7 separate regions of the Mus musculus genome follow, and regions 1, 3, 4, 5, 6 and 7 are each linked to region 2. A link is a contact called in public ChIA-PET, HiChIP or PLAC-seq and promoter capture Hi-C data. All regions are on one chromosome and are shown on one strand. The core of a region is the stretch at or near the end of the contact, and the rest is flanking DNA. Distances in the headings are between cores, read along the strand shown.

What was found. Promoter capture Hi-C pulls out the DNA fragments that hold promoters and counts their contacts. ChIA-PET counts read pairs in DNA pulled down with a chosen protein or histone mark. HiChIP or PLAC-seq counts read pairs in DNA pulled down with a chosen protein or histone mark.
Region 1: an H3K27ac HiChIP or PLAC-seq map of microglia shows a contact between it and region 2, with 5 times the contacts expected there. The contact joins the promoter of Urm1 here to the promoter of Ttf1 in region 2. A contact is called at or near these places in 2 of 39 promoter capture datasets (liver and pre-B cells) and 7 of 115 datasets of contacts at active chromatin or transcription factors (astrocytes, embryonic stem cells, memory CD8 T cells and 2 more).
Region 3: a contact with region 2 is called in an RNA polymerase II ChIA-PET map of memory CD8 T cells, with 11 read pairs. The contact joins the enhancer-like site here to the promoter of Ttf1 in region 2. A contact is called at or near these places in 7 of 39 promoter capture datasets (the 3T3-L1 cell line, the C10 cell line, the HPC-7 cell line and 4 more), 6 of 115 datasets of contacts at active chromatin or transcription factors (bone marrow-derived macrophages, epiblast stem cells, large pre-B cells and 3 more) and 2 of 9 other capture datasets (adipose tissue and macrophages).
Region 4: a contact with region 2 is called in an RNA polymerase II ChIA-PET map of effector CD8 T cells, with 8 read pairs. The contact joins the promoter of Sptan1 here to the promoter of Ttf1 in region 2. A contact is called at or near these places in 1 of 39 promoter capture datasets (pre-B cells) and 2 of 115 datasets of contacts at active chromatin or transcription factors (effector CD8 T cells and memory CD8 T cells).
Region 5: a promoter capture Hi-C map of hematopoietic stem and progenitor cells shows a contact between it and region 2, with 2.9 times the contacts expected there. The contact joins the enhancer-like site here to the promoter of Ttf1 in region 2. A contact is called at or near these places in 4 of 39 promoter capture datasets (cranial neural crest, embryonic stem cells, hematopoietic stem and progenitor cells and 1 more) and 2 of 115 datasets of contacts at active chromatin or transcription factors (large pre-B cells and neural tube).
Region 6: a contact with region 2 is called in an H3K27ac HiChIP or PLAC-seq map of microglia, with 6 times the contacts expected there. The contact joins the enhancer-like site here to the promoter of Ttf1 in region 2. A contact is called at or near these places in 7 of 39 promoter capture datasets (the 3T3-L1 cell line, the C10 cell line, cranial neural crest and 3 more), 1 of 484 Hi-C or Micro-C datasets (nephron progenitors), 8 of 115 datasets of contacts at active chromatin or transcription factors (astrocytes, bone marrow-derived macrophages, effector CD8 T cells and 5 more) and 2 of 9 other capture datasets (adipose tissue and embryonic stem cells).
Region 7: a promoter capture Hi-C map of hematopoietic stem and progenitor cells shows a contact between it and region 2. The contact joins the promoter of Mrps2 here to the promoter of Ttf1 in region 2. A contact is called at or near these places in 5 of 39 promoter capture datasets (the 3T3-L1 cell line, cranial neural crest, hematopoietic stem and progenitor cells and 2 more), 1 of 484 Hi-C or Micro-C datasets (CD4 T cells) and 1 of 115 datasets of contacts at active chromatin or transcription factors (memory CD8 T cells).

Annotation. Positions count from the first base shown.
Region 1 is chr2:29,826,092-29,828,791 of GRCm38.p6, reverse strand. It overlaps Urm1 (ubiquitin related modifier 1), which reads right to left and starts at 1,403. Exons shown (of 5, transcript NM_026615.4): 1 at 1,357-1,403. The coding sequence starts at 1,391.
Region 2 is chr2:29,058,893-29,061,592 of GRCm38.p6, reverse strand. It overlaps Ttf1 (transcription termination factor, RNA polymerase I), which reads right to left and starts at 1,330. Exons shown (of 12, transcript NM_009442.2): 1 at 1,290-1,330.
Region 3 is chr2:29,672,122-29,674,821 of GRCm38.p6, reverse strand. The region is part of intron 1 of Rapgef1 (Rap guanine nucleotide exchange factor (GEF) 1); the gene reads right to left. Among named protein-coding and RNA genes, the nearest start is that of Rapgef1, 54 kb to the right of the region's middle. Within about 2 kb of position 1,446, at least 122 of the 459 cell types and tissues checked have an H3K27ac peak or open chromatin away from gene starts, as enhancers often do. A contact at or near this core is called in the HPC-7 cell line, bone marrow-derived macrophages, liver and 2 more, where this site is marked.
Region 4 is chr2:29,964,246-29,966,945 of GRCm38.p6, reverse strand. It overlaps Sptan1 (spectrin alpha, non-erythrocytic 1), which reads right to left and starts at 1,386. Exons shown (of 57, transcript NM_001177667.1): 1 at 1,161-1,386.
Region 5 is chr2:29,738,339-29,741,038 of GRCm38.p6, reverse strand. It overlaps Rapgef1 (Rap guanine nucleotide exchange factor (GEF) 1), which reads right to left. Exons shown (of 26, transcript NM_001039087.1): 26 at 676-2,700. It overlaps Gm13420 (predicted gene 13420), which reads left to right. Exons shown (of 4, transcript NM_001370923.1): 4 at 1-58. Among named protein-coding and RNA genes, the nearest start is that of Gm13420, 12 kb to the left of the region's middle. Within about 2 kb of position 1,413, at least 83 of the 459 cell types and tissues checked have an H3K27ac peak or open chromatin away from gene starts, as enhancers often do. A contact at or near this core is called in hematopoietic stem and progenitor cells, where this site is marked.
Region 6 is chr2:29,648,141-29,650,840 of GRCm38.p6, reverse strand. All of the region lies in intron 1 of Rapgef1 (Rap guanine nucleotide exchange factor (GEF) 1), which reads right to left. Among named protein-coding and RNA genes, the nearest start is that of Rapgef1, 30 kb to the right of the region's middle. Within about 2 kb of position 1,375, at least 114 of the 459 cell types and tissues checked have an H3K27ac peak or open chromatin away from gene starts, as enhancers often do. A contact at or near this core is called in adipose tissue, bone marrow-derived macrophages, effector CD8 T cells and 4 more, where this site is marked.
Region 7 is chr2:28,466,641-28,469,340 of GRCm38.p6, reverse strand. Mrps2 (mitochondrial ribosomal protein S2) reads right to left here and starts at 1,275. Exons shown (of 4, transcript NM_080452.3): 1 at 1,199-1,275; 2 at 982-1,098; 3 at 391-520. The coding sequence starts at 1,241.

The sequences.
Region 1 (2,700 bases), core at 154-2,653, 770 kb before region 2:
AGCTGGGCTAAGGTTCGAAGAGGTAAAGCAGTCAGGAAGCCAGACCAACCTAATTGGATCCAAGCAGCAAGACAATATCATCAATTAAACTGCACTTAACATTCATGAGACTACTCCCTTCCAAGGGACAGAAATGCTGAACACTGCAGGGACTAGACAGAGTGCTATTTATCTTTGTATCCTTGGTGTCTGGCTCACTGCCTGGCACATGGTAGGCACTCAATAAATGACTGGTGAATGAACTGCCTAGTGAAGGGACAACATGAAAGGAATGGGGGGCATCCAAGGCGAAGAAAGGCATTTGGAAGGAATTTTACATCTCTCTCTACCCTTGAGTTTCCCTTCACTTCAACCTTGGCTTCTTCATCTACACACACACACACAAACACACACACACCCCTAGCTTTTCCATAAGATTCTAGAAACCAACCACCCATCTCTAGAAGCCTCAGTTCTTTGTTCTCAGCTTCCGAAGAAGTCTGTCTTCTGCAGGTTTTGAAACCATGACAAGCATTCTGTGTGTTGGAAGAACACAATGGTGATTTGAGACAATCTTCACTTTTCCCCGTGTTCCTTCAAGTAGTGATGTGTACCCGGATTCTGAACCTTTTCACAGTAAGGATAATATACTACCAATGTTAGTCACTCCCTCCGTGGCAGCTTATTTACCCCGGTAGCTCCTCTGGACTCTGCAGAAGACACTTACCAAACTACTTTGCAAAAGATTAAAATCTAATTAAAACTCCAAGGTATGCCGGGCGGTGGTGGCCCACGCCTTTAATCCCAGGACTTGGGAGGCAGAGACAGGCGGATTTCTGTGTTCGAGGTCAGCCTGATCTACAGAGTGAGTTCCAGGACAGCCAAACAGAGAGGACCCCTGTCTCGAAAACACACACACACACACACACACACACAAGGTTTGAGAAAGAGGAAGGTCCTGTCTTGGCCAAGACTTCCCCTAGGAAGGCACTAGGCGGGAAGACAGAACTGAGATTATTCAGCAGGGTTCGTCTCTACTCGTGCGCTCCCCTTAGAAGCTCAAAAACCAGACAAGGCGAGTCGGGCTCGGAATGGCACGGGTGAAACATGCCGGAAGACCGCCTGCTCACTGTCAATGCCTCCCAGTCCTACATGATACAGAGCAAGGCGAAGGATTCCAAACGCATCTCCCTACCCGTGTGTGCGCCTCAACTCTCGGACTCACGGCCTCGTCACCCACAGAGACCGCGTCAGTCAGAGGCCAGGGGATTATCCCGGCTCTCGGAGGGCGACACAGCCTCGGCAGGCCAAGAGAGGTCCGGAATTCCGAGCCTTATGGCTTCGCTCCATCCCCAAGGCGCCCCAGATCTCACTCACCCGAACTCCACCTTCACACATAAGGGCGCCGCCATGTTTAGGAAACCAAACTAGCAGGACACGCCCTTTAACTTCCGGAGCGCCCGTTTATTTCCGGTCGCCACCAGGAAGCGTAAACGGAAGAGGCGGTACGGGGTGGGGCGAAATCCGTTCGTTACTGCTCAGCTATTGGACGAAGGCACCCGCTCAGTGGGCTGCGGAATTGATTGTCTACATTATTTGCGGACCTGGCCAAAAAAAAAAAAAAAAAAACCGAGCAGGAAGGGACTTCCTGAAGAAAGACGTCTAAGGGGAAATTCATCAGCATCCGATGACATGATTGTGAGCCACGTACTGTTGATCTTTCATTGGCTACAAATCTGTTTTTAAGCCACGCATGGTGGCACACGCCGTTAATCCTAGCCCTCAGAAAGGCAGAGACGGTGGATTATGTGAGTGCCAGGCCAGCCTGATCTACGTAGGGAATTACAGGACACCCAGGGTTCAAAAACAAAACAAAACCAAAAACAACAAAGAACCCACAAACAAGAACCCTGTCAACCCAGCTAACATCGCTTAAGGGAGTAAAACGAGGTAACTCCAAATTCTTGTTTCTGACCCTGTTGTCTCTCTCCGGAGCTGCCATCTTACTATGCAAACATCTGTGTCAGATGATGAATTGTATGTCTTCTACTCCACGGTTACTGAGTTAACAATGTGTCTGGCAGATTGGTCCTGTGGAGAGTCAGTAATAACGGCTGTAACTGAAGTTCTTGTCTCTAGGTCTCTCCGTGTAGCAGGGAGACGGGGAGACAGCCGTAATCAAATGTACAAACCATGCTAATAAATGTGAAATCCTAAACTGAAATAAATTTTCCGATGTTAGAAAATTAGAATTATAGAGATTTGTGAAAAAAACGCTAGGGCTGTGGAGATGGCTCATCTGATAAAGTACTTGCTGGGCAAGTGTAAAGATCAAAGATAAGATCCCCAACCCAAGTGAAATGATGGTTAGCATGGCAATACCAGAGCTAGGGAGGTGACGATGGCTTCCTCAGGGCAAGCTGGCAACCTACACTAGCCAATGAGCAAGCTCTGAGTTCCAGAAAGACCCTGCCTCAATACATAAAATAGTGGACTACAGAGATGGCCCAGAGGTTAATAGCACTAGCTACTATTCTAGAGAACCCAGGGTTGGTTCCCAGCACCCACATGGCAGTCCTCAACTTTAACTCCAGTTCCAGTTACATATATTCAGGCAAAAACCAGTACACTGAACCGGATGGTGGTGGCACATGCCTTAAATCCCAGCACTTGGGAGGCAGAGGCAGATGGATTTCTGAGTTCGAGGCCAGCCTAGTCTAC
Region 2 (2,700 bases), core at 81-2,580:
GTCCCCTAGGGTAGCTACTAGCCAGATGAAGTTATTGAACACTTGAAATGGCGTAGGACCAAACTGTAAAACGGAAATGGATATGCTAGCCATCCATCAGTCTCTTCCCTGAGCACCACTGCCAGAGCTCCCCTGGTTCCTGACCCTCCTAGGAGTCATCATTAGGAGTCGGGTCCCTATTTTCCTCCACATCCTTATTGTGATAACACATTTAGTTACTCTTTTATTGGGGGCTTTTGTTTGTCTTTTAAAGCTGTTGAGCTCTTTTTGGGCCCCAGAGAAATTTTTGCCAAGGGCTGAGGTCACTTCGGTAACAATTAATTACAACCACTTTTCCTGAACCTTGTTTGTAATTAAGAAAAAAAAAAAGGATTATATTTTGTGTGTATGAATGCACCTCCTGTCTGCTGGGTGCTCGTGGAGGTCCCTAGAACTTAAGTCATAAATGGGTGTAACCTACTATATAGAACTGGCTGCTGGGAACCAGGCCCAAGTCTTCTACACAAGCAACAAGTGCTCTTAGCCGCTGAACCATCTCTTCACACCCTTACCCAATCTTGAGGAACGAGAGGGATTTATGCATTAGAGCTTAATTATTTATCCTCACTAAATGCGCAGGAAAAAGGGTGTAAGTGGAGAAGCTAAAAGTTTAAACTCCGGTCCTATGTTTGTGCAAGTATTTTACTTGCTAAGCCATCTCCTCAACCTCAACTCTTTTGTCTGTTATTCTTCGTGTAAAATCAACATCCTTTCAGACCTCCAGGGCCTTCAGGTCCTCATAACAAGGTCTGGCCCTTGCAGTTCATTTCTTGACATCCTCTGTCTTGGGAAGTGTTCCGATTTCCTAACGGCCTCGCGATGCCGTTAAGCCCGATGACTAGCCTCGGTGCGAAAGCCACTTTATCAGGGTACAGTCACGGACTCCAAACTGGGTCCCACCGTCCCTTCCGCACAAACTTCCCAAACAGCCCGGCAGTTTCTCGAGAAGCGCTCAGCTTCAACTACGGAGCGGAAAAGCGCCTAACCCACTAACCCCACTTCCGGCCCCGCGCAACCTCCGCTCACCACCCTAGCTTCTGACTGACCCTGCTCTGTCCCGGGCCGGCGACCGGAGGAACAGACTAGAAGGAACCCGCGGGCCGCGGCCTGGCTCCCAGGCCCCCACTGCCCCCGGCGGCGAGGAACAGGCACAACCGCCTCAGGCCGCAGCCTCACTCGGAACGTGGCACCAGCGCAGCCGCCCGCCACACTTGGGGCGCAGAAACTCAAGGAAAGCTCATCCAACCTACCCAGCGACAATGTAGCGCTCGTCTTCCAACCCGGAAGTGTTGTTAGGCGGAAATACTGTACTGACTTCCGGCCAGCTGCGCATCCGGCTGCCATAGTAACATGGAGGCGCGCAAGGATTGGACGCATGCGTAGTTGTCTATCTATGGTCGTGACGCTACGTATAGGATAGAGAAAAAGAGTGCCCTTCTAATTAAGCAACCCAGGCAAATCCCAGCCCTCCAGAAGCACAGGCAGGTATATGTGAGCTTGAAGCAAGCCTGATCTACAAAGAGAATTTGAAGCCAGTCTATACAGTGAGACTCTCATAGTAGTAGTAGTAGTAATAATAATAATAATAATAATAATAAGCCAAAACTTAGCTTATAAGCAGCCAGGCAGTGGTGGCACATGCCTTTAATCCTAGTAGAGGCAAGGCAGATCTATGAGTTTGAGGCCTGGTCCAGGACAGTCAAGGCTACACAGAAAAACCCCATCTCGAAAAGAAAAAAAAAAGTGAAAAATGTAATTGAGCCATCAAATTAGAGCTAATATCTATACCACTGGAACGTTAAAACAGTTACATTTTTGTGTGGTGATCATAAAAGTTGAAAGCTTTTCTCTTGTTTATTTGAGACAGGGTCTCATGTAGCCTAGGGTGCCTTCAAACTCACCATGGACTTCTCATTCCTTTGCCTCTACTTTCAGTACTGAGATAACAGGCAGGTACCATCATACCAGGTTTTATGCTGTGCCAGGGACTGATGCATGCTGAACAAGCACTCTACCAACTGAGCCGTATAGCAGCCTAAAAGCTGTCTTCTTGACTCTTACAACAATCCTATGTTGTGGGTATCTGTATTAGGTAATACTGTCTCAGTCCCTTCTTTTTTTTTAAAGATTTATTTATTTATTATATGTAAGTAAGTACACTGTAGCTGTCTCCAGACACTCCAGAAGAGGGCGTCAGGTCATGTTACAGATGGTTGTGAGCCACCATGTGGTTGCTGGGATTTGAACTTCGGACCTTCGGAAGAGCAGTCGGGTGCTCTTACCCACTGAGCCATTTCACCAGCCCTCAGTCCCTTCTTGTAGTGGGAAAATTTGAGGCTTTTGGTAAGATGATCTATCTGGTCCAGGGTTCCAATCCATGCTTTCCCCTCTACTATTCTTCTTTTCTTCAAACTACTGTGGGTTCCTCTGTGTGAGCTACTAAGCACCTTTGATTAAAATGGGCTGGAGAGATGGTTTAGTGGTTAAGAGCACTTACTGCTTTTCCAGAGGACCCAGGTTCAGTTCCCAGCACCTATGAGGTGGCTTACAGCTGTCCATAAGTCCAGTTCCAGGGGATGGGCTCCAATGCCCTCCTCTGACCTCTCGGGCACTGGGTGTATACATATGGTAGACATGCATATCATGTGCAGGCAAAACACT
Region 3 (2,700 bases), core at 197-2,696, 610 kb before region 2:
CACACTGCTGCACACAACTTAAGATCAAAGTTCAATTTCTTAGTCAAAAACATTCCAAGTGCTCACTCAGGCAGGATCAGATAATCTCTGGCCTCTGAAGATCACCAGGGAGCCCTATAGCACTCAGAAGAGCCTCTGGCCTCCACTCACGCAGGCAAACCAAACCCTGCCTCAGGCTAGGTACCACAGAGCAACAGGAAGCCCTTGCTGTCCAGGGCAGAGGTAACACTAGCTGGAAGGAAGTCCACCTGGCCCTTGTAAGTCAGAGCAGATGAAGTGGCATGGTGAGATTTTCTGGCCTCCATTTCTCCCTAGTCCCCAGCAGCACAGGGCAGGTTCATTCACATTTATACTTCCCTTGTGATACGTGAAGGTTGCGAGCAAGTCCTAATAGAGCTGGTTCAGAGCTCGGACTGGATGGAGGCAGAGGGCTTGGGCAGCACATTACCACATGCCTCTCTAACTCTCTAACGGAGGCTGAAACAGTACCCCCTTCGCATGGAGACTGACATCGCATGCAGGAAACACTGCGCTTCTCATGCTGAGCACAGTCGGTGCTGAGGCAAATGTGGGTCAGTGCAGTCTTGCAGACTGGGTAGGGAAGGCAGCAACTGATGCTCTACAGTGACCTGCGAGGCTGGAAGTCCTAGGAGACGCTCGGCAGACAAGGTGCCTTATTAGCAAATGGGCTTGTGTTGGAGGACTCTGCCTGTAGGCTGATATAAGTGAGCATGCATGAGAGAGGGTGGTCGGCTACATGATATTCTGTGAGCTGGAGGATGAAACACAGTTTAAAAAGATTAATTCTCTCTCTCTCTCTCTCTCTCTCTCTCTCTCTCTCTCTCTCTGTGTGTGTGTGTGTGTGTGTGTGTGCATGTGTGATGCTCAAGGACTAGAAGACAGCACTGGATCCTTTGAAGTTGGAGTTAGTGGGATTGCTCAGCAAGCACTTTCAACTACTAGGCCATCTCTCCACAGATACATAAACACACAGACACATCAATTAAGTTTGAAAGGTTATTTAATCTTTTGTATGTGAGTGATTTGCCTCAACTGTGTTTAAGTATATGCACTACACACACAACGGTGGGAGTCAGAAGAGGGCACCAGATCCCTCGGAATTGGAGTTACTGTAAATTACCACATGAGTGTTGGGAATCGATCCCAAATATTCTATAAGAGCAAAAAAAAGTGCTCTTAACCACTGAGCCATGTCTCCAATTCCATAGGCAAATAGTCTTTTTTGAAAGTGTGTTTTATGCACCTAGTTCACAGACCATCATAGCTCATGACAGACATGCTCAGAACACTTCTGTCAGCTGTCCTGAAAATTCACTTCCGATTTGTATTTTTAACTAGAAGTGGGTCCACTGTGGTATAACTTCATTTATCAACTGGCCAGCACAGGGTAGCTGCTGAGCACGGAAGCAAGGCATGAGTTTAGTGGGTGCAGGGTTAGTCATACTCTGAATACATCTTATTTCCATACAGCCCACAGGCTTTCAACAGGTTATCCTCCAGCACTGACACGAGGCTCACTCTCCCAATTAGATGGCTCACCAATACTTTCTTCTCTTCACTTACAGGAAGAGGCACACCTGCCCTGTATCAGTCACTGCTAGTCCATCCATCCCATTCCTTCTGATGCTGGCTGGCTTTGTAACAGACTCCAAAGAGAGCACACAGCTCCCAGACAGGCTGAGAGAAGAGAGACAAGCAGGCTTGAAGGGGAAGTCTGGGTTTACTGTGGTGATCAAGTTCCTCAGAGGCTCAGCTGGGTGAGCCAACTTCCTCTTCTCTGGGATCTGCTGCCCTGGGTCTGTAAGGAGATGCAGGGTTAAGGAGCTGGCCAGACTCGCAGCCAACTCTCATAACCAAGGTGGAACCAACGTGGAAAGAAATATAGACGGTACAAAAATCCCCTGAGGAACATGAGAGCAAGGCTGGCCCTGACCACGAACCAGAGATACCTACTCCTGATAGCTGCCATCAAAGCCAGGAAGTGGGTGACAGAACTCACTCTACCTTTGCCTGCCTGGTCCTGAATACAGTTTGAGTAGGTACATAATTGGGAAGCTGTGGTGACAGTTTGAGGCACCTATTAATACCTCCCTCTTCTCAGGCCAGTTAGTGGGCACAAAACCACCAGCAAGTCACATGGTGAACAGAGTTGCTATGTAATGACAACCAACATTACAATTCTGGAAATCAGAATTAGACTGTGCTCAGCTTTCTCTGGAAAGATGGGTGAACAATCAGGTTTCAAGTGGCCGTCGGGATCCCTAACTGTGCTATTCAGGCCCAATAAACGCTTTCTCTGTAAGTTGCCTTGGTCATGCTGTCCTATCAGCAACTGAAAAATACCTAAGAGTGAGAAATGTATTGTTGCTTCCCTGTACTTTATACAGCCACAGGAGGATGAACAGCTACACAGTGGGGTTTGCCAGAGCCACTCTCCTGTCATATAGGTAGTCACCCTATGGTTGTCTGGATTGTGATTCCTCTTTTTATAATTTGCGTCCACATGTGTAGTTTAACTTTAGAGTTTGTGATCATCACACAAGGTAGTGTTCTATATAGTCTCTCTATAGGCCTGACAGTAACCACTCAGATGACATACATCCTTGCTTTTCTCTGTGATATTGTTCTGTCTGCTCGCCTACCATGGTCACTGGGTTGCTATTGGCTTTGGCTTTCCTA
Region 4 (2,700 bases), core at 137-2,636, 910 kb before region 2:
CATTATTAAAATACTTCATATGGTTGGTTTCTCTTGTATTCCTTGACAGTCATAATAATTAGCTTTTTGAAAATACCAAGGGTAAAGAACAAACGACTTAAAATGTTTTGGGTCTCTATATAGAAAAACCTGATTATCTGAGAGGCTGAGGCAGGAAAATCCTGAGTTTGAGGCCGGCCTGAGCTATTCAGCAAATTCCAGGCCAGCTGGAGTTACACTGTAAGAGCCTGTAGAGAGAGGGACAGAGACAGAAACAGAGAGATGAAAGTCAACAAAGCCCTATGAAGTGTAGCAGTTCGAAATGATTTCACCCTTTCTGGGACATTCATTTAAAACACACCGACCCTTACTTACATAGAAGCCCTCTTGATGTGTGTGTGTGTGTGTGTGTTTGTGTGTGTGCGCGCGCGTGTGTGCATATGTGTGTGTGTAATTCTAGTACCTGAGAGGATTTTAAAATCAAATTTTTCCTGGAGAAGCATTTCATCAAATTTGCAGGGATAGCTTCAGACAAAAGACTGTTCTATCACTTCACACTGGCACAGCAGTAGAATTTGACCAAAAAAAAACCCCCAAAAAACAAAAAACCCAGAAGCCTTCGACTTAATGTCTTATATAGAAAGAAAAGAGCTGTAAGCTATTAAGTTATTTATTGGATTTGGATCTCCTCCAACCAAGCGGCACCGCATCTAACTATTATACTGGAGCAGGTCGGCACTGGAGAGAAAAGACATTTATTACCAGGAAAGAAAAAGGAGGCCTTTCTGCGGCCGGAGGGCCCGGGACCGCCACACAGGATGAAATTAAGGTCAGCGAGCCCTTCACTGCAGACAGGAGGCTCCGAGAGGTGCGAGCGCCGCAGTTGCGGGCGACGGGCGGTGCGGGGGCGCTCGCGGGTGGGTGCTGCCGAGGACCACCCCCCGCCACCTGCCGCGACGGGTGGGGCCGCGGGCGCAGGAAGGGGCCTTCGCGTACCTTCGGCGGACCGTGACACTCCAGGTCGCCGCCCGGCTCTGCCGCGCCCCGCAGCCCACGCGCCACAAAAGGCGGCGGCGGGGGCCCACGGAGCCGCCCGCGAGGCTCCGCAGCTCATCTGTCCACATCGCTCCGGTGCTCGGCCTCCCGCGGCCTTTCCCTTCCCGCCCACCGCCCTTTCTTACCGGCTCCTGGGGGTGAGGGGCGTGGGTCGCCGCGCTGAGGGCTGCTGAGGAAAAAGATGCGCCGCCGCGGCCCCTGCCTCACGCCGTTCGCTCCGCAGCGGATAGTGACGGCGGCGCGCGCGCACTGTGGCTTTTATAAGCGGCCGCGCGCGCCCCCGCGGCGGCCGAGCGCGAGCGTGAGGGAAGTGCCCCGGTTGGCGACGCGAGAGGCGGGACTCGCTGCTCCACTGCAGTACGGAGAGGACCGAGCGCGTCCGGAAGGAGCCGAAGCTGCGGGGCGGGGTGGTGGGGGTTGGGGTAAAGGACGGGAACGCGCTTGCGAGGGGTGCGGGGCGCGGCACAGAGCGGAGCAGCCGCCGCAGCCGCCCGCCGCGGCGTGGGACCCGAGCAATCCTGCCCCGCCCAGTCCGCCCTGCAGAGAATCTGTGCCGCACCCCTCCGCCCTGGGAGCCCTTCCGAGACTGCGGCGAAGGGCAGGGCGGGGCCCGCCGCCGCAGTCAGGCTGGGGATGTTGCTGCCCTGGCCGGAAAGACGCCCTGTCCCTTTCGGATGATCTCACTGGAATGTTGGCTCCCTCTTTGCACTTTTTCTGGGGGAGGCTTGGCTCTGGAAGACCCAAGTCTGCCTGTTCTGGTGGGGGATGGGGCCAAAAAAAAAAAAAAAAGATGATATAAGGATCCGTGTTTGAGGAGGTGGTAGGGAAAAAAATCCCGGTTAGGGAAAAAAAAAAAAAAAAAAAAGACTGATTTGTGGCGTAAGACTTTATTTCAGGATATGGAGAATTCTTCAGCAATCTTCCTGTTGCCAGTAGACAGAGTGTATTCGTCCCAGTTGATAAACGACATTACTATTTCTTTCCCCAGTATTAATTGAACTTTGCTGTTTAGCTGACACCGCACGTGCTTTGGGCTTTTAATCTCTGCTCTTATTTTACAAGGTAGATGTTGCCTTTCCCATTTTACAAATTAGCATCCTGATGACATAGAAGGTAGCTCTCTCCCCAGGTCAAGCACGAAGCAGCAATCAGAGAACCTAAGATTTGAACACAAGCGTTAAGCAAGTGGGTGCTAGACTTCTGAGAAAAGGAAAACACAATTTCTGTAATTTTTTTCTTATACACAACCCTTTTCAGGGCCTGGCTCTGAACTAAACTCTGTAGCCAGGCTCCCCTACTGCAAAAGCTCTTTCCCTTCCTCCATTTTGGGTGACAGCTGTGTGGCAACCATTGGAGTAGCACCCAGCTCATTCCTGTGTAGTCAGGCAGCTCTGCCAGGCATCAGCCTCCTGGTTACCAAGCCACCCTCCTATTTAAATAATTATAAAGAACTGGGCATTGCTCCAGAACTGGGATGAGGCCCAGTCCCAAGCTTCCTGGTCCTCTGCACTTTGGTTTCTGCTGAGCCTAGGATCTGCAAGGTGACTTCTAAGCTACTCTGACTGTAGGCATGATGGTGAAAGAACATTCCTAGTCATTTTCCTTGGAGAGGAGAGATTTAAAAAATAAAAAAAATAAAATAAAAAGGGAGTGGCCACAGCTCAG
Region 5 (2,700 bases), core at 164-2,663, 680 kb before region 2:
GTGGTTTTCGTGTATCAACTCATAAGTTGTAAAATGAATTCTATTGCTATGGTAACTATATTGACTTTAATACATTATTTTATTCTTTTTTTTTTTTTTTTTTTTTTTTTGAGACAAGGAAGGTATATGTCCCCAGCAGAAGAGGGCATCAGATTTGTAACTGGAGTTAGAAATTGTAGGTGCTGAGAATTGAACCCAGGTCTTCTGCAAGAGCAGCCAGTGTTCTTAACCGCTGAGCCATCCCTCCAGCCTGACTCCAGCTCTGTAGAGTCAGGTGCTGGCTGTGACCTCCTGGGTGTGGTACTTCATTCCCAGGGTCTGAGGACATCCATGGGTCTGAAAATCACTTGGTCTTCCTCAGCACTTGTATTCGGAAAGACAGAGGAATGAATGACCCTCAGGAGCACAGTGAAGGCAGAGTTTTAAAGCCACTCTCACAGGGTGGGGTGGCATGACTCCTGGGTGTGGATGGTGCTTGTGCATTTATTTCTATCCTTCCTGTGTGAATCTGTGTGTGGCCATCAGCATACCATTTGCAGGAGTCAGCTCTCTCCTGCACATGGGTTCCCAATGCCTACCAGAGCCCTCAGGCCCCACCGTACCCCTCCCCTCCACCTAGGTCACAAACAGCAGGGACTGGCCCGATGCAGATACAGAAGGCCTGGACACAGACATGGCATCAGATGGGCTTTTGTCTGTTTATTTTTCTTTCATATAAAAGTTGCGCGCTTGTTCTGTCTGTAGGAAGATGCACTGTCAGACAGGTTAGTGGGGGGTTTATATTACAGTGCCACACTGGGAGGCATGGAACAGGTGTCTCGGCTTAAGGGCCAGCCAGATCCGGTGTTTGCTTGCCTTACCCACAGGTAATGGCTGGCCTCTGCTGGGAACCCAACTGTCCATGTTGCTTAGTATGTATACAAAGACGAATCTTCACAGCTCTCCCAGACCCCACCACTAAGAAACAGACATGTGGAAGCCAGGCTGCCTGAACACTGGGCTCAGTCGCAGCCAGAGGCAGGTGACTGGGGAAGCCTGCTGGCTAATAAGTTAAACCCACACATCGCACCTCGATATCCCCACACGGAAACTCCAGAGCTGTCCTGGCTCTTGACTTAGTCTGCCTAAGGCTCCCAGGATCATAGGAGGGCCTGGTGATTCTGGGTCTAGAAGGTAAGCCCTCCTTTCTGCCCAGCTCATGCTTGGGAACCAGTAGACATAGACCATAGACCCACTCTGTTGGCTGCAGCACCAGTAGGCTAGGCCTCAGGTAGGCCTGTGCTACACAGGGAGGCTGCAGGGGCCTCTACAGCGCTGGGAGGAAGGACCTCATGTGCAGTGTTCCCCACTTGCACACAGCAGCACTTAGAGCTGGTGAAGGACAGGAAGCAGGGGCAAAGACTGAAATGAAAGGACCTGTAAAAGAGGAACAAACCAAAGACCCACATGACTGCTCACAAGCCGGACTCCACACACACACTCCTTAAACAATCCAATTCCGGCTGCCACCAGAGGGAGCTGACCAAGGGGCTGTTTACAGATGTCCCCTCTCTATTTACAGCACAAATAAACAGAAGAGGGGCCCACAGTTCTTATTTGATAAAAGCTGCTAAAAAAACAAACCCCGAAACCCAGGAGGGTTCAGAGTGACAGTTGTTTCAAACGAGTACCCGGCCAGCAGCTGCTGCTGTCTTTTCTTCTGCTCTGCGGACTGGTTGAGGAAGCAGAGATCCTGGTATTCGTTTGACCAAGCCCCACGACCAGAAGAAAAGGGAGCTTGTCCATGCAAAGCTAATTGGAGGTATGGTGCAGGGCCAGCAGCACCTCTGGATTCTGAACTGCACCCTGCCATTTAGCCCACAGTGGTGGCCACAGGGCCATGCCCAGGGAGATCCTAGCCCTGAGCCCTGAACAGATTGTCAACCTCAGCAGCAGGGGGTGGCTCTGCCACCTGTCTGGAATCAGGAAACCTCTGGAGGCCCTCACGTCCTAGGCCTGCTTAGACTTCTTGGGAACAGACACTCCCAGAGAGCAAACGGGGACTAGGAACCTGCTGGCTGCGGGGGGTGGGGCAAAATAGGAGGGAAGCCCACAGGCCTGGAAGGAACAGGAGATGGCATTTAAGGCACACAGCAAGCACGGAGGGGCTGCTTGCCTCTCCCTAGGTCACTGAAGATCCTTATTCACTCTCTGAAGCACAGTCTTGGCCCCAGCTCAGCATGAACTGTCCCTTCTGCCTCCTCTTCCCGATCCCCAGAGTACCGGTGATGTGGGCTGGGGCTGGGGCTGGGGCTGGGGCTGGACCAGTGGTGGGCGACAGGTGCTACTGGTGCTGCTGCTGTCAGCCCAGCAGGTGCCTTGGTTAGTGGCCGTGCATGGCAGGACAGAGCTGGGGCCACTGCTGTGAGAAGTGTCAGCTCTGTGGCTCTTGCCTACCACCCACCATACTTTCTGGGCCAGGTTGACATGCCTCTCCCTCCATGTTTAAAAAGCAGGAAGTGGGCAGCACAAGATGCCTGCGTGGTCCCTTTCTACCTTCTTCTGTCTCCCAGCCATAGCTCCCCTGGCTCCAGGGTCCCGGAGGGCAGTCTACCCAAGGGTCCTGGGGCCCCTACTTATCTGCCACTTAAGGAGGCTAGGGTGGCCTGGGGACAGTGAAGCCCGCCATTCCCCTGGTCTGCTGCTCAGGTGTCTGCTGCT
Region 6 (2,700 bases), core at 126-2,625, 590 kb before region 2:
GCACAGAGGTCAGTAGCATGAAGCTGAGGAGAAGTGCCAGCCAATGTGGAAGATTCAGACTAGTTTGAATGGGTTAAATAACTTACAAGCTGGTCAGGGAAGAAGCCAAAGCTTATGGCCTAGGCATTTATTAATAAATAATTAGTCTCAGAGTCATCATTACGGGAGCAGGGGCTGGAAGGAGAAAACTTTTAAAAAACAATCGTCTTCCTCCTATATAAAACTAGGAATTGGGGCTGGTGAGATGGCTCAGTGGGTAAGAGCACCCGACTGCTCTTCCGAAGGTCCAGAGTTCAAATCCCAGCAACCACATGGTGGCTCACAACCATCCTAACGAGATCTGGTGCCCTCTTTTGGAGTGACTGAAGACAGCTACAGTGTACTTACATATAATAAATAAATAAATCTTTAAAAAAAAAAACAAAAAACTAGGAATCCCTAAGCACTGGCCGTCCTCCGCGCTTCAATGCCAGTACAGGACCTACCTCCCAAGAGACAACCTAGCACTAGTTTGTGTACAAACTTGTAGACTCCAGGGGGCAGCAGTGATTTGTGTTTTCACAATTCATGCCCTGAGCCTAGAACAGTGCCTGTGTCACACATTCGACGGCTAAACATCAGTTTGTAACGGGAATGATGAAACAGACTTTTCTCCCACTGAAAACACTTTACTTTGGCTAGAACATTTGCAGGGAGCATGGTTCCATTAAACTTAGTGCCTCAGCCTGTTCAATGGCAAAGAAAACACCAAAGCCTGTAGTCTGGATAAGATTCCAGAGCCTTCCCTCCTCTATCTCTCCTCCCTGACAATGAAAGCTTGGCACGTGGGCTCAGGTGGCCCCATTCTAATCACAGTGGTAGGCACTGTAGGTGGGCCCTGCGTGGGTTTCCCCTGTGGCCTGGAAATGACAAGATTCTTCTGTTTCCTGTGTGAGTGAGGGTGGGGCATGCTGCTGACTCCCAGAGGAGCAATGACCACAGAAAACATCCAACCCGAGAGACTCTAGAGGTTAGGGGTTAGTAAACGGTCTGTCATCCAGAATTCCAACAGCAGCCTGCAAACAGGGAAGGGTTTTCATATTTCTAAATGTTTATGTAAACACCTACATAATGGTCTGAATTTTGTTTCTTATTCTAAAATCCTACCTACCTGGTCCTTTATGTTTTCAGATCCCTAACACAGATGAACTATAGGACAAACCTCTCAGCTTTTGTCTATGGTCTTCAGGGTTCCTAAAAGTCTTACAAGCAATCCCTGGAAAGTAACTGTCGATCTTGGGTGGCTGATGGCCACTGCAATCACAGCAGATTAGGGCAACAGCCTCTACACAGCTGGAAAAGGAATCTTGAAATCCGGAAATGTATTTTACGCACGTTCCCAGGGTGAAACACACTCTACAGCCAGTGGCTCAGGACAGACATTGTTCTAAATTTGGAGCTATCTGATGACAGAGCCAAGTTTCCTTCCCTTTTCTTACCCACACCCAAAGTAACACCCACACTTCTCATGAGAAAAACCCCTTCACACTTACAGTTTCCATCCCCTATAACTGATCCCTGCTGAATAAAAGATCCAACTTATAGAAGGCTGGAGTTACACGCCAACTGTGTACAAAAAGAACCCATCTCGAATGTCAATCCTTTGGTACCACACCTGGCACACAGGAAGCCACTGGCATTGCCTAATACCATATCCCAGCTGTTACTGGTCACTGCTACACATGCTACAGTGCTGTGTTACATATGGTACATGTGACATATGCTATACATTGTATTTTATAGACATTCACACTCTCCATGTAAACTGTTTTATATGTTATAGAACATTTACACATATATCATGTTAAATATGAAGCATATGATATACAATGTACTGTTTCCTATTAGTACTGCATACATTGTCCCAACCCTGTTATAACATTAGTAACAAAAGATACAAGCTATAAGACTTCACATCCCACCTGGTTCTTCCATTGTTAAAATTAGATAATTATTTTAGATTATTTTACCCTCCTGGTCTAAGGCATGTGATTTCTAAAGTATCCTATGTAACCTTCTGTTTTAAAAGGTTTCCTCTCATCCTGAACCTTCTTGTGATATTACCACACATGGCTTTCACCCTCGCTCTGACCCTTCCTCATCCATCACATTTAGTCACATTCTGAGGTACTACATGAGTTGGCTAATTAAGAGCACCTTGACCATTTATTATGATGCATTTATTTATAGGCCAGGTCTCATTATGTTGCCCAGGTTGGCCTTCTCAAGACCCTCCTGCCTCAGCATTCTGTATGGATTACTGTATGGTTATTATACATATAACCACACCTTGCTCTGTTTATCTGCGGTGCAGAGCTGGTGTCTCATCACTTAGAAGCAGTTAGGAAAAGGACCATTTGGGTTGTTTGCCCCTCCACATCTCCAGACCCAGCAGTTGGCCCAGCATTAACAATGTAGGGACTCTTTGACTCATTCTACATCTTCAACAGGAGAAAAAATTTTAATCATCAATACTCTTTGGAAGATAGAAAATAAAAGGTAATGGCAATAAATGTGCATCCTTAAACAAACCAAAGCAACCAAGAAAAGTCCAAAGCAAAGCAGAACACTGTAAGCCGCAGCTTCATCTCACTGCTGCTGCCAGCCCTGGATGGTCTCTCCTCAGATGACCCGTCACTGTGGCACTACAAGTACAGCTGA
Region 7 (2,700 bases), core at 26-2,525, 590 kb after region 2:
CCAGGCTCTTACATTTACCAACTCCCACTACTCCTGCCTAGGGAGTGATGGGCTGGGGACACAGGTGTGGACTTGCGCACAGACAATCAGGTTTGTGGCTCAACCTGTCCCACCTTCTCCCTGTGGAGATTTGAGAACCAACTGCAGATAAACATGAACCCAACCAAGGTGCTCTGCCCAGTTTAACTCTCTAGGGCCACTTCTGTTCTATACAGCAGGTCCTCTCCACCGGGCTCCCCCGCCTGCCATGACCCTCAGTTTTCACCCTGTCTGTGAACCAGCATCAATACTAGCACTGCACTTGGTGTTGCCGCAGACACCCCCACCCTGCCCCCACTTCCAACCCTGACCCAACTCCACCACTCTGCCCACACGGCCTGTGCCAACTACCTATGGCGGCAACCAGCTTTATGTCCCAGGTGTACTCGGGCCTCGAAGAGGCTCTTCACAGAAAACAGCTCCTTGACATTGAAGAAATCCGAATGCTGTAATGGCGTATCTAGGATCCTGCTCTGGAAATCTGAAAAAGAGAGTAAGGGCAGACACTGTGGCCCATCACCAACCAACCAAAGACTCACCAGTCTCCTGGGAGTGGGAAACTCAAAGCTGTGAGGAAACGCCAGGAAAGATCTGGAAGACACAGGGGCATTTTTGCAACACCGAGGGACTAGTGTCAAGGTCTAAAGTGACTGTGTGCGGGGAAAACCTGGCCAAGTCCTCTTCCCTTAATCTCCACAGATGTAAGAGGAAAACGAACCAGGGGCCTCGTTGACTTCGGGTGCCTTAAACGCCCCTCCAGAAGACCAGCAAGATGGACAGATACAAAAGTAAGTCTTCACGGGTTTCGAGAGCTACCAGGCCACAGGGGTTCTATCTCCCTCCCACCACACTTAGATTGGTACTGGGTTCCTTTGGGGACCCTGCAATGACAACCTCTCCACGATTCCGCGCCCCGGCCCAGCTCCACCCGCTGATCTTTACCGTCGCCATCCTGGGGCTCGCTGACTGCGGGGACCGGGGCTCCCGTGACCTTCCTACCATTCTGCTCCGCAGGGCCCGGGATCGCCTTCTGCAGGAAACCTGGCCAGCGCCGCACACCTGCGGGGAAAGAGCCGGTGGGGGCGCGTCCAACCCTCGTCCCTGTCCTCCCCTCTCGGATCCCCGGGTTCCCCCCATCTCCGAGATTCACCGCGCTCACCTGCACACAGCAGCCGGGTCAGCACGGCCGGAGCGGGCGCCATGGCGGGCGCGTGGACAGAGATCCTGCAGAGACTCTTCCTGCCCGGCAGAGCGCCTCCTCCTCTGAGCGCGCGGGGTCGCAGCGCCGCTTGCTGGCCCGGAGGACCCTCTCCGCTGTGCACCGCTCGCTGCGCCCGCATCCTTGTAAATGGGCGAGTTGGCACTGTGACCAGTGGTCTGCACTCAGCTGGGACGTGGGGCTGAGCTAGAATGAGCGACCTCTCACCCACAGCTCGTTCCTCTCGATAAAATTACAGCATCCTCTGGAGGAGGCGACCCTCTTGTTCAAATTGGTTTTTAGAGGTTGTTTTTAGGGTTGCTGTTTTTTTTTGTTGTTGTTTTTGTTTTTGTTTTTGTTTTGTTTTGTTTTGTTTTTCCTGAGACCCGGTTTCTCCGTAGCCTTGAGCCTTGACTGTCATGGTATTCGCTATGTAGACCAGGTTGGCTTGAACTCAGAGAGCAACCCGCCTCTGCCTCTGGAGAGCTGAGATTGAAGGCATGCCCTACCACCGCCCCGTTTATTGTTTGTTTTATAAGTGCATTAAAAAAAACTATTTATTTTATGTATATGAATACACTGTGACTATCTTCAGACACACCAGAAGAGGGCATCAGATCCCATTACAGATGGTCGTGAGCCACCATGTGGTTGCTGGAAATTGAACTCAGGACCTGTGGAAGAGCAGTCAGTGCTCTTAACTGCTGAGTCGTCGCTCCAGCATGCATTTTTTTTATTTTTTAACATTTGTTTTAGTTTTACTTATTTTTTGCCTACATGTATGTATGTGTACCTTGTGAGTGCCTTGTCCCTGTGGAGAGCAGGTGTCTGACCTCCAGGAACTAGAGTTAAAAGTGTTTATGAGTCACCTTGTAGGCTCTGGGAGTTGAATCCAGGTTCCCTACAAGAGCAATGAATGCCCTAAATTGCTGAGCCATCTCTCCATCCCCAAATTACATTAAACTATGACGACAACAACGATGACATTGACAATGATGACGACGACGATGACAGCAACAACAACAACAACAATCTCCCTGACTGGCCAGACATTCATAGAGATCTGACTGCCTCTGTCCCCTGGGTGTTGGAATTATTGGTGCACACCACCACACTGTGCCCTAAGTAATTTTTTATTGTTTGTTTTAAAATTACTATTTATTTTTATTATTGTTGTTAAGACAGGGTTTCACTATATACTCCTGACTGGTCTAGTACTCTCTTTTTAAATCAGGCTGGCCTCGAACTCAGAGATCTGCCTCCTGGCATTGCGCTAGCACGTCATTAATGCTGAACTATGTGCATGGTTCACAAGATCATTTTTTATATTTCACCAATATATGGCCTAGGATTCCCTAAATTTAGCAGCACCTCACATCTAGATTTAGGCTGAGTTGTGGGGGTATTGGGTGATAGAGGCCATGGCCAGGACAGTAAACGACAGACTTGTACTTGCTCAGGCA